Regions from separate parts of the Ctenopharyngodon idella genome. Here region 1 is linked to region 2. The links are chromatin contacts, called in public Hi-C maps. All regions are on one chromosome and are shown on one strand. Each heading gives the region's core, a stretch centred on a gene start, on an enhancer-like site or on the middle of the called end of the contact. The rest is flanking DNA. Distances are from core to core; before and after follow the strand shown.

Region 1 (5,158 bases), core at 2,148-4,647, 400 kb before region 2:
TGTTATCATTTGTTTTTTATTTATTGATAAATTAATAATAATTTTATTATTATTTAATCATAATATTTCATTAAAATACAGGATTATTTTACACTATTTTAATTGTGCCCATAATTGCTTTTGTAATAAATATGTTATTAATGACCAATATGTGTCTGTAGATATGATAAGCCTTTAGCTGTCATATTTTTTTTTTCTAAAAATGAACATTATTTCACATAAATTCACATATCCATTTAAGAAATAATCAGTATTTGTATTGTTAAAATTGTGACAAAAAAAATCAGTATCATTAAATTTGTAAACTATCAGTCTTGTTAAAATTGCAACAAAAGTATCGGTATCATTAAAACTAACAAAAAGTATAATTAAAATTGTAACCAAAAGTATCGGTATCATTAAATTTGTAAAGTATCGGTATCGTAAAAATTGTAACGAAAGTATCGGTATCATTAAAATTGTAACAAAAAGTATCAGTATCATTAAATTTGTAAAATATCGGTATTGTTAAAATTGTAACAAAAGTATCTATCATTAAATTTGTAAAGTATCGGTATCGTAAAAATTGTAATTAAAGTATCGGTATCATTAAAACTGTAACAAAAGTATCATATTGTTAAAATTGTAACAAAAAGTATCAGTATCATTAAAACTGTAACAAAAATTAGAAGTATATTTAAATTTGTAAAGTATCAGTCTCGTTTAAGCTAACAAAAGTATTGGTATCATTAAAACTGTAACAAAAAGTATCGTATCAATAAAATTGTAAAAAAGGATAGGTATCATTAAATTTGTAAAGTATCTGTATCATTAAAATTGCAACAAAAGTATCTATCATTAAATTTGTAAAGTATCATATAGTAAAAATTGTAACGAAAGTATCGGTATCATTACAACTGTAACAAAAAGTATATTAAAATTGTAACAAAAAGTATCAGTATCATTAAATTTGTAAAATATCGGTATCATTAAAACTGTAACAAAAATTATAAGTATAATTAAATTTGTAAAGTATCAGTCTCGTTTAAGCTAACAAAAGTATTGGTATCATTAAAAATGTAACAAAAAGTATCGCATCAATAAATTTGTAAAAAAGGATGGGTATCATTAAATTTGTAAAGTATCGGCATCATTAAAATTGTAACAAAAAGTATCAGTATCATTAAATTTGCAAAGTATTGGTATCGTTAAAATTGTAACAAAAATTAAGTATTAAATTTGTAAAGTATCGGTCTATTTAAAATTGTAACAAAAGTATTGGTATCATTAAAACTGTAATAAAAAGTATCTTATCATTAAAATTGTAACAAAAAGTATCAGTATCATTAAATGTGTAAAGTATCGGTCTCATTAAAATTGTAACAAAAAGTATCAGTATCATTAAATTTGTAAAATATCGGTATTGTTAAAATTGTAACAAAAGTATCTATCATTAAATTTGTAAAGTATCGGTATCGTAAAAATTGTAATTAAAGTATCGGTCTCATTAAAATTGTAACAAAAGTATCAGTATCATTAAATTTGTAAAGTATCAGTATCATTAAAACTGTAACAAAAATTAGAAGTATATTTAAATTTGTAAAGTATCAGTCTCGTTAAAACTAACAAAAGTATCAGTATCATTGAAACTGTAACAAAAAGTATCGTATCAATAAAATTGTAAAAAAGGATAGGTATCATTAAATTTGTAAAGTATCTGTATCATTAAAATTGCAACAAAAGTATCATTAAATTTTTAAAGTATCATATAGTAAAAATTGTAACGAAAGTATCGGTATCATTAAAACTGTAACAAAAAGTATATTAAAATTGTAACAAAAAGTATCAGTATCATTAAATTTGTAAAATATCGGTATCATTAAAACTGTAATAAAAAGTATCTTATCATTAAAATTGTAACAAAAAGTATCAGTATCATTAAATGTGTAAAGTATCGGTCTCATTAAAATTGTAACAGAAAGTATCGGTATCATTACATTTGTAAAGTATCGCATCATTAAAATTGTATATTAAAAAAGTTTGTTATTGCCCATCCCTAAGCTGTACTGCTGGAATATAAAGCCCCTCATTATTAGTGGGCGTGACAGAACACCCAAATCCACCAATCAGAACAGAGTTCAGTGACGTTTGCTCTTAAATCCTGCGAAATCGGAGCAATGATAAATATATATCATATTCAGAGCTGCTCACCTCAGTGCGTCTGTACAGAGTCGCTTCTCCAAAAGCGCCCTTTCCCAGCACTCGAATGGGAATGTAATGCAGTTTCTCCTCTTCTCCACCGTAAGTTCCAGATGTTGACGATCTTCCATTGACAGATTCGCATCCAGACTCTGAGTTTAAAGAGGCGTAATGCCTCTCATACTCCTCCAGAGACATCTTACATACACACACTCAACACGACTCACAATAACGCGTGTTTGATCTGGGCCTGCTTCAGTTCACCTCAAAGATCGCCTCAAACCACACACATCTGCACTGCAAAAGTCGCGCGTAAAGACACACTTTTGGTCTTTACATTAAACTACTTTCCTCGTGCTCCGTTTCTTCTTTTCCGAACTGAACTACACAAGACGAAGTTGCTGCTGGGAGTCATTTCCGACAGTGAATCGATTCATTCATTCGTTTGTTTTGAACAAGCATGTATATTCATCAAGCGAATCGAATGAATCTTTGAGAGTCGATTCGGATAGAAACAACAAGCGATGCAGGAACCGGAAGTGACTCGCTTTCTGCTCACGGGCTTTTATTTCAAAATATCGTGACAGCATAAAATAAATAGATCGATTTTTTTTATTACAAAATATTTAAAATACCCGCCACCCTACATACGACAAGTGAAATAAACAATATTTTAAAAAAAATAATAATAAAATAAAATTCCTCAGACTCAAATTCTTGTCAAGAAAAAGCTATACTTTCTATGAAACTGATTTTATCGAGTGTGTTTTTGATTTGATTTGATCATTGTCGACGGCAGTATATCAGCTCACACTTCAAACTGTCCATATATATTACAGCACAACTCATCTGTATTTCATAACAGCTGACGAGTTCTAGTTCTCATAAACAACCACATATTACACTGACTAAATGAGCTGTCAGAATATGATCTGGCATCACACATTCTGACAGAGGGAATTAAGAACAAACAGGATCGTTTTACACCACATAAGACACAAACTGATTACAACTGACAAACATATGCAAAAGAATATAGTTCAAATATGTTTTATAGTTAACAACTTCTAGGATATAATTAACCCTATAAAGCCTGCTGTATGATACGCACATTTCTAAGTCCTCTAAATGATCAACATGATCTGTTAAACCCGTACACAGTCATTCTGTCGTCTGATTGATAGTTTAGACCAGGAGTGTCCAATCCTGCTCCTGGAGAGCTACCATCCTGCATATTTCAGCTCCAACCCCAATCAAACACACCTGAACCAGCTAATCAAGGTGTTCAGGGTTGCTTGATAATTACAGACAGGTGTGTTGGAGCAGGGTTGGAACTCAAGTCTGATATATAAGAGCTGAAGGTGGACGTCTCTCTCTCTCTACACACACACACACACACATATATATATATATATAAAGAGAGAGATATAAAGAGAGAGTATTATTTCATATGTCAGGCTTAAGAATCTTGCAGTTTAATACGATATTTTCACAGAGAGCAACATTGATAGCAGCCACATGAGGGCGACACACTCCACTGAATACATTACAGACTCTTCTCTAAACACACACACACACACACACACACACACACACACACACACACACACACACACACACACAGAGTATTTTCCCCAATTTTATATTTGATTCTTTGTGTGGCATTAATTTTCTTTCAAAATGTAATTTTTCTATTGAAAATAGAATCCCAATTAAACTGGCAAATGTCCATAAGCAGCCACTGCTGTCTTGGCAATTAGTTTATAAGCAAAATGTTTCACCGCATCTGTATTTTGAATGGAATAATAGAGATATCTTATATAAAAAGTATCTTGTGTGACAGTGGTATACTTAGTCTGTTAGTCGGTTGATTAATGAATGAGGTCTGCTTTTACCAAACTCAAGATTCCTGTGCTATTATCTTTACATTATTGTTACGAAACTCTGGATTTTCCTCTGTTAACACTGACCAAGAACACATCACTTGATATATGTAATGGTGACATTAATATTGCAAAAGATAAATGCAGTAATGGATATATTAGAAATGTGTTGTTGAAAAGATATGTGCCATGTTCAACAGTCATCTAAATATGAAAACAAGTGTAAAAAAAAAAAAAGTAAAGGCAATAACAAATAAAGTTTGAGAGGTATCCTTTAAAATATTACACAGAATTGAAGGAGTTATGTCGACATATATATCCTGTGAATATCACCTCTAACTTAATTTCTGATGTTTGGAACATTTTATTGTATTAATATCTGAACATGCAATACATTAAAAGAAACAGAGCCTCTGCTTTCAAACAAACAAACCCATTTTATTCTAGCTTCATGATTTTAATTTTTTTCATATTCATATATTTTTAATCTTTTTTTTTTATCGACACTTAAATGTAAGTTTTATAAAAAATAAAACAAAGCAACATTTTGAACAAAAAACAGAAAATTGAATTTTTGTCAAAGTCTTCATCCGGATGGGAACGATGATCAAAACACAGATGGAGTAGATCGAGTCCATCAACACCCTCAAAGCTTCACAGTCGTTTCCTCTTCATGGGTTTGACATTTCATTCAGTAACGTTGAGAAGTTTTGATGTAAATGCTGTTTAATGTCTGATGATCGCGTTATTTTCATAGACTGTATAAAACATGGATGTAGTGTCCCTGACGTCACCTGTGTGTTTCTGAAGAGCATTTTTGAAGCGCAAAGTGGGTGGAGCCGGCTGCCATCTCAGCAGCGCGTCACTCCCAGATAACCGAAAATGGGCAAAGAGGCGGGGCGTGGGTGGAGCTAACAGACAAACAGCTAGTAGTGACAGCAGCTGGCAATCCACCTGTCACTCAAGTGACCACACCCTTAATTATGCAGAACTTTAAGGCTTAATATAATTTAAACAGGATGAGTTATAAAAAATTCACCCCCCTCACAGTTGTCATGAAGGGCAAAATTAGCTGTATAGACCAAAACCACTTTTTG
Region 2 (4,959 bases), core at 1,330-3,829:
ATAAATCACAGATTGGTGATGAGCGCAGTAAGTTCATCCAAATTATTATCAATCCAAATCAATAAAAAAAAATTACCTTTTCTAACTCCAAAAGATGAAACCGTAATACTTGTATGGCTTGTATCATCTGTGAAGAGAAATGGACGTCGTTAGCTGTATCCCTTCTTTACATTTTAATTTTAGTATTCGTTACACAACATTTTGTAGTGAACAAAAACCATCCCAATCATAAGAAATAATTCAAGAGTTAATAATGTGCTTGAAAAAAATAATAAGCAATTATTTTTGATATTTAAAAAAATTGCACGTGGAATTACTGGCCTGTGTAAAGTGCTAAGGGGTTGATGGTGATATCAGCCCTATAATGAGTGACTTTTTCACTATAATACCCTCCACTTCAAACAGTCCTGTCACACATCAAATCCCTCGTATTTACTTTCACTATCTCCAGATCCAATGCAAAAAAATCTCGAAAATAATGAGTGACACTCATTTAAGAGATTTCGATTGCACGGCTATTGTGAAAAGAATCAGTGCTGATGTGTTATCTTACCAAATTATCCAATTCTGGATTTGAAGAAAATAAAGGTTTTTCTGCGCGGACCTAAAACACAAACAAAAAAATCGGGGTTAATAGCAATCGATGAGAATATGTGCAGTAATTTAATAATTGTGTTTTAATGAAAGGGCAAAGATGCATTAAAATTGCAATCGTTACTAATCTGGTTAAACACTGTATTGATGGAAATATGGTTAGCGGTCTTAAAATGAAAAGGGCGATTACTTCTATCTTTGTTTATTTGAATGTTTTCAACACGTATGGACAAGGGTAGATGAGTCGTGAGTGACCTGTTTGGCGAAGACAGCGATGTCCTCGTTGAAGGAGTCGGAGGAGCACACGTCTCCTCCCGCCACCCCGGGCTCGCGGGGAGTGCATGTGGCCAGCTCGCACTTCTCAAAGACCAGAGCCAGCAGAGGAAACAGAGGGTGACTGCAGGAACAACAACACACGAACCTTTCAGAGCGCTCGGTTCAGATTTCACCGACGAATAATACGAGGAAGAGTGTGTAACAGTTCGAGGAATAATTCGGCTTTGCGTCCTAAAAACAAAGCGGCTTAAGTGAAGCGGAAATTCGAAATATTCAGATACTACAGTTGAGTAAATGTTTATGAAAAAACTGCGTTTAGACATCGGGTTTTGTAGCTCTGCAGTGATTTTGAACTTAAGTGAAATTAAAGCAGCAAGCGCCGTCAAAAAAAAAATAAGTGCAGAAAGTAAGTGCCAAATAAATAAAAAAAAAAAAAACACAAATCAAAGTGAAGTAGATTAAAATTGTGCCAGCAATTCTAGCAAAGCACCGTATACAGAATAAATCCTATTAAAGTTCTGGAAAAACTATTACGGGAAAGAGAAGCCGACCGAAGGAATTCACGGATCCGCTATTAATATAGAACTCACCCGTAAATTTGATCTTTATCCCTCTTTAACACGTCGTTGACAGCCGAGCCCATGCTGGTGGGCATGACATTGGGATGGGGGGCATGTGTGCCGTAATGCTGGCTGGCGTGGAGCGGCGGTCCGTGATTCAGATGATGGACCTGCGGGAGCGGCCGAGGCGCGTGAGGATCTCCGTACATACCCACCCCGTCCATGCCGCCGTAATGAGCCAACTCATCGTACTGAAAGAGAAGCAGAAAGTCACAATAAAACACAATGCTGCAGAAGAAAGAGCGATACCGTGGAAAAATAAGAAGAAAGGCGTCGCGCGAGACTAAAGTTTGCTGGCATATTTGCTCGTAATTACCAAAAACATGGTAAAGTTGTGCTTCCCCGAGTAAAGCGTGTCTTTAAAAGCGGAGCTCGGGCGATGAGACGCGGCGAATATTCCCAACAAAGTGCGTCAGACTGAAGTAGTTTTGCGCGTGAGGCGACAGTCGAGGCCTGTGATAGATAGTGTATTAGTGGAGGTGAGTGTTGGAGATTTTAAACCTACCCTTTGCGCCATCAGCCTGCGCTCCAATAAACCTCTGGATCTGTGTCGTAGATTTAATTTCCCAGTCCGCTCACAAACTCATGCGCTGCAAAGATCCCTTTTTCAAGCAACTTGCCGAATTCTCCTATTTTCCAGTATGGCTGAGAAAGAGCGCAGGCATCGGGAAGAGTTTTGCAATTATTCTTCTTTTCCTCTTTGCCCCCCAGAAAAGAAAGAAAAAAAAGTCAAGCACCAAACTGAAGGTTACAGCCGGCCCATCAACAACCTGCATGTAACTAAACTGTCGTGTCTCATGGCTTTTTGCCACTCCAGCTGTCAATCAAAGCCAGAGGTTGTCAAGGTAATGAATGAATGATGGTTGGTGATGATGTTCAAGAGAGGATGAATCTTTTTAGCCCCGTTTTCATCCCACAAGTCCCTGTCTTCTTTATGCCTCCGGTCCGCTTTCTTGTTTTATTACTACTGTAAAAAAAAAAAAAAAAGGGAAAAGAGAAGAGTTTTTAAAAAAATGCGGCGATCTCTTGCGCGGTCTGAGATGAGTGAGTGTCAGTGAGTGTTGGCAGGTCGGCCGCTCGCTCGCTTATAGAACACAGTGAGTTGAGCTGCGCGCATCGGCGGGAGAATGAAATGACGGAAGCCGGAAGTGGCGCTGAGCACAGCCAGTCCTGCACGAGCTCCACGCCAAACCCTGCGCGAGAGGCGAGCGTCCAGTGCGCGAGGGGGGAGCCACCGCAGATCCCACTCACATACACTGAGAAAATGAGACACCGCGCGATGGGCAGGCATCCAAACGTCGAATAAGTATCTTTATTGCACAAAAGGAAAATCTTTTTAACACGACTTTTTTGTGTAATGCGTACAACTGATATCGAGTGTCATATCCCCTTGTTCTTGTGCGAGGCACAAAAATTGTTATTTAGACGGAGAATAAAGTGAACTTTTCCACAAGGCTGAAGGAATAAAAGAGGTTTTATGGAAACTATCTTTAGTCCAATAGCGTTTCGAGATTGAAATGTGAGCCGTGCATCGCGCTGCTCAATTATCAAAGAGCCCCAAGATCATCAATCATTAGGAAGGCCTGAAGTTTCAGAGGAGGAGCAATGATATTGATTGTGCTACAGATGGCCCCTAATACCACAAACAGACCCTTAAAATACTACTCCTCATCAATGAACATATAGCCTACATCGCGGCACATGTGACATCATCGTCGTATCGATCGCTTTTTACATAAATGTCTACATTTAGAGCTCAGTGAGTTGTTGTTTTGTTGTTGAAATTAACAATTCACGTCGGGCTAGTGGAGCTGAACTCGTCCAGGATCGAGCAGACCTCAACAAACAAGGTCAAAAAGCCGCTCCAACACAGACGCCCGAACCGCGGGCTCGTGTTCTAATGAAGCCGGCAATTAAAACGGATTTCATAAATGCAACAACTGCTCTGTTAATGACAGAGGGGAGGGAAGAACATGAGGAGAAAGTAGAAGTGAAGGGTTCACTGTGCAATAGCGACTGCAGTGGACACAGAGCGCGTGCTGTCTGACCACTGCTTCATCGTGAGGAAGAAGATGAGGACCATTTCTATACAAACGCGTGATCGGATAAATGTGGGTAAGTCGATCGCATCCTTATAGAATTGAGCCTGCCGCGGCGCGGGAAAAGTGCGCGTGATACTGCTGATCTGCACAATCACAGCAGGAAAAAAAAAAAAGATTTGAACAGCTATAACTTTATTAATTAAAATCTATAAAAATCACACAGTAAATCAGTGCCTTGAGAAAACGCTCTGTTATTCATATTAACGTTTTCGCTTTGATTTAAGGCTACAAATTGATGAGTAGCCTATGATGCGAACTGGTTTACTTTTCAGTTTTAGGATATAAAATCCGCATTTTTCCGAAACAACGGCTAATAATTTCAGCCGAAAAGAAACTTTACTGACATAGAAAAACACGCTTTCGGTTTCAAAATTGTTTAAAATACCATCTTCGCTTCGTCCATGTTAATAAATCCATGAAATAAAAATATTTAGTTTTTTTTTTAAAGAGCCTACCGACTGAACAAACTCGTGCTTAGAGACTTTAAAACAGCTAAAATCAGTGTTGTGAACGTGGATCCGTGGCTCGGGCAGAAGATGGCTTTAACAGGCGGTAAAATTTCATCTGCTGGTGTCAAATTGAGGTCATTTTAGGGTTAAAGCTCTCGATGTCTCTGCCCAGCTGCGACTGAGAATCCATTTCAACGCAAACACTTTTACATAACCTCACACAATTTTAAACTCATCTCTTTTTAAGATATTTTTTTTTAATGAAAATCATAACATAAAATATAGGCTAATCTAAATGTAAAATATAGTCTAACTTTAGCTATGTAAACTGCTTTATCCTAACAACTAAATCTAAATCTAATGCTTCAGGTTATTCAGAATTATTTAATGCTGTTTAATTTAATTTAGCTCTAAAATTTTAAATGGAATATAGCCGACCTAAAAACACATTTCTACGGAACAACAGGTCGCCGAAGAGTTCACAAATCCAAATTCGCGCCCAATATAATATTCGCGCCTTCTTGAATTTGCTCAACTTTAAACATTTAGGCTTTTTTTTTTTTTTTTTTTTTTAAATACCGTTCATTAGGAATTTTAGATTAATAATCTAGGCTATATTTGCAAATGTTCCGTCATCTTCAGTTTTGAAACGTGTGGAGGTTTTTCTGAGGTGACTATTTATGTTAGGATAATAATTTCTCCGTGTACTGCTTTAGCTCCATTTAAACTTTCTCTGACCTCAGGGAACGTGTCATTCTAGTCCCTGCAGGAAAGCTGTAGAGCTCCAGTGTTTGTAGAAGTTTCGTGAGTAACTGTAAATTCTTCTGTGTGAAAGGCGTCTTTTCCTTCATGGCTGCTCAGTGGCGTTATTCTCACTGCACTGTGAGAGACCGTGTGTGTGTGTGTGTGTGTGTGTGT

What was found. A called contact is a pair of places that touch in the nucleus more often than the background predicts.
Region 1: a Hi-C map of muscle shows a contact between it and region 2, with 7 times the contacts expected there. The contact joins the promoter of LOC127498322 here to the promoter of meis2a in region 2. A contact is called at or near these places in 2 of 2 Hi-C or Micro-C datasets (both in muscle).

What each region holds. Positions count from the first base shown.
Region 1 is chr17:32,880,602-32,885,759 of HZGC01, reverse strand. LOC127498322 (serine/threonine-protein kinase Nek9) reads right to left here and starts at 3,397. Exons shown (of 23, transcript XM_051867574.1): 1 at 2,191-3,397. The coding sequence starts at 2,376. It overlaps dph6 (diphthamine biosynthesis 6), which reads right to left. Exons shown (of 15, transcript XM_051867575.1): 15 at 4,476-5,158.
Region 2 is chr17:32,476,522-32,481,480 of HZGC01, reverse strand. It overlaps meis2a (Meis homeobox 2a), which reads right to left and starts at 2,579. Exons shown (of 13, transcript XM_051868235.1): 1 at 1,996-2,579; 2 at 1,461-1,681; 3 at 850-991; 4 at 554-604; 5 at 77-127. The coding sequence starts at 2,007. LOC127498643 (a long non-coding RNA gene) reads left to right here and starts at 3,050. Exons shown (of 2, transcript XR_007925938.1): 1 at 3,050-4,959.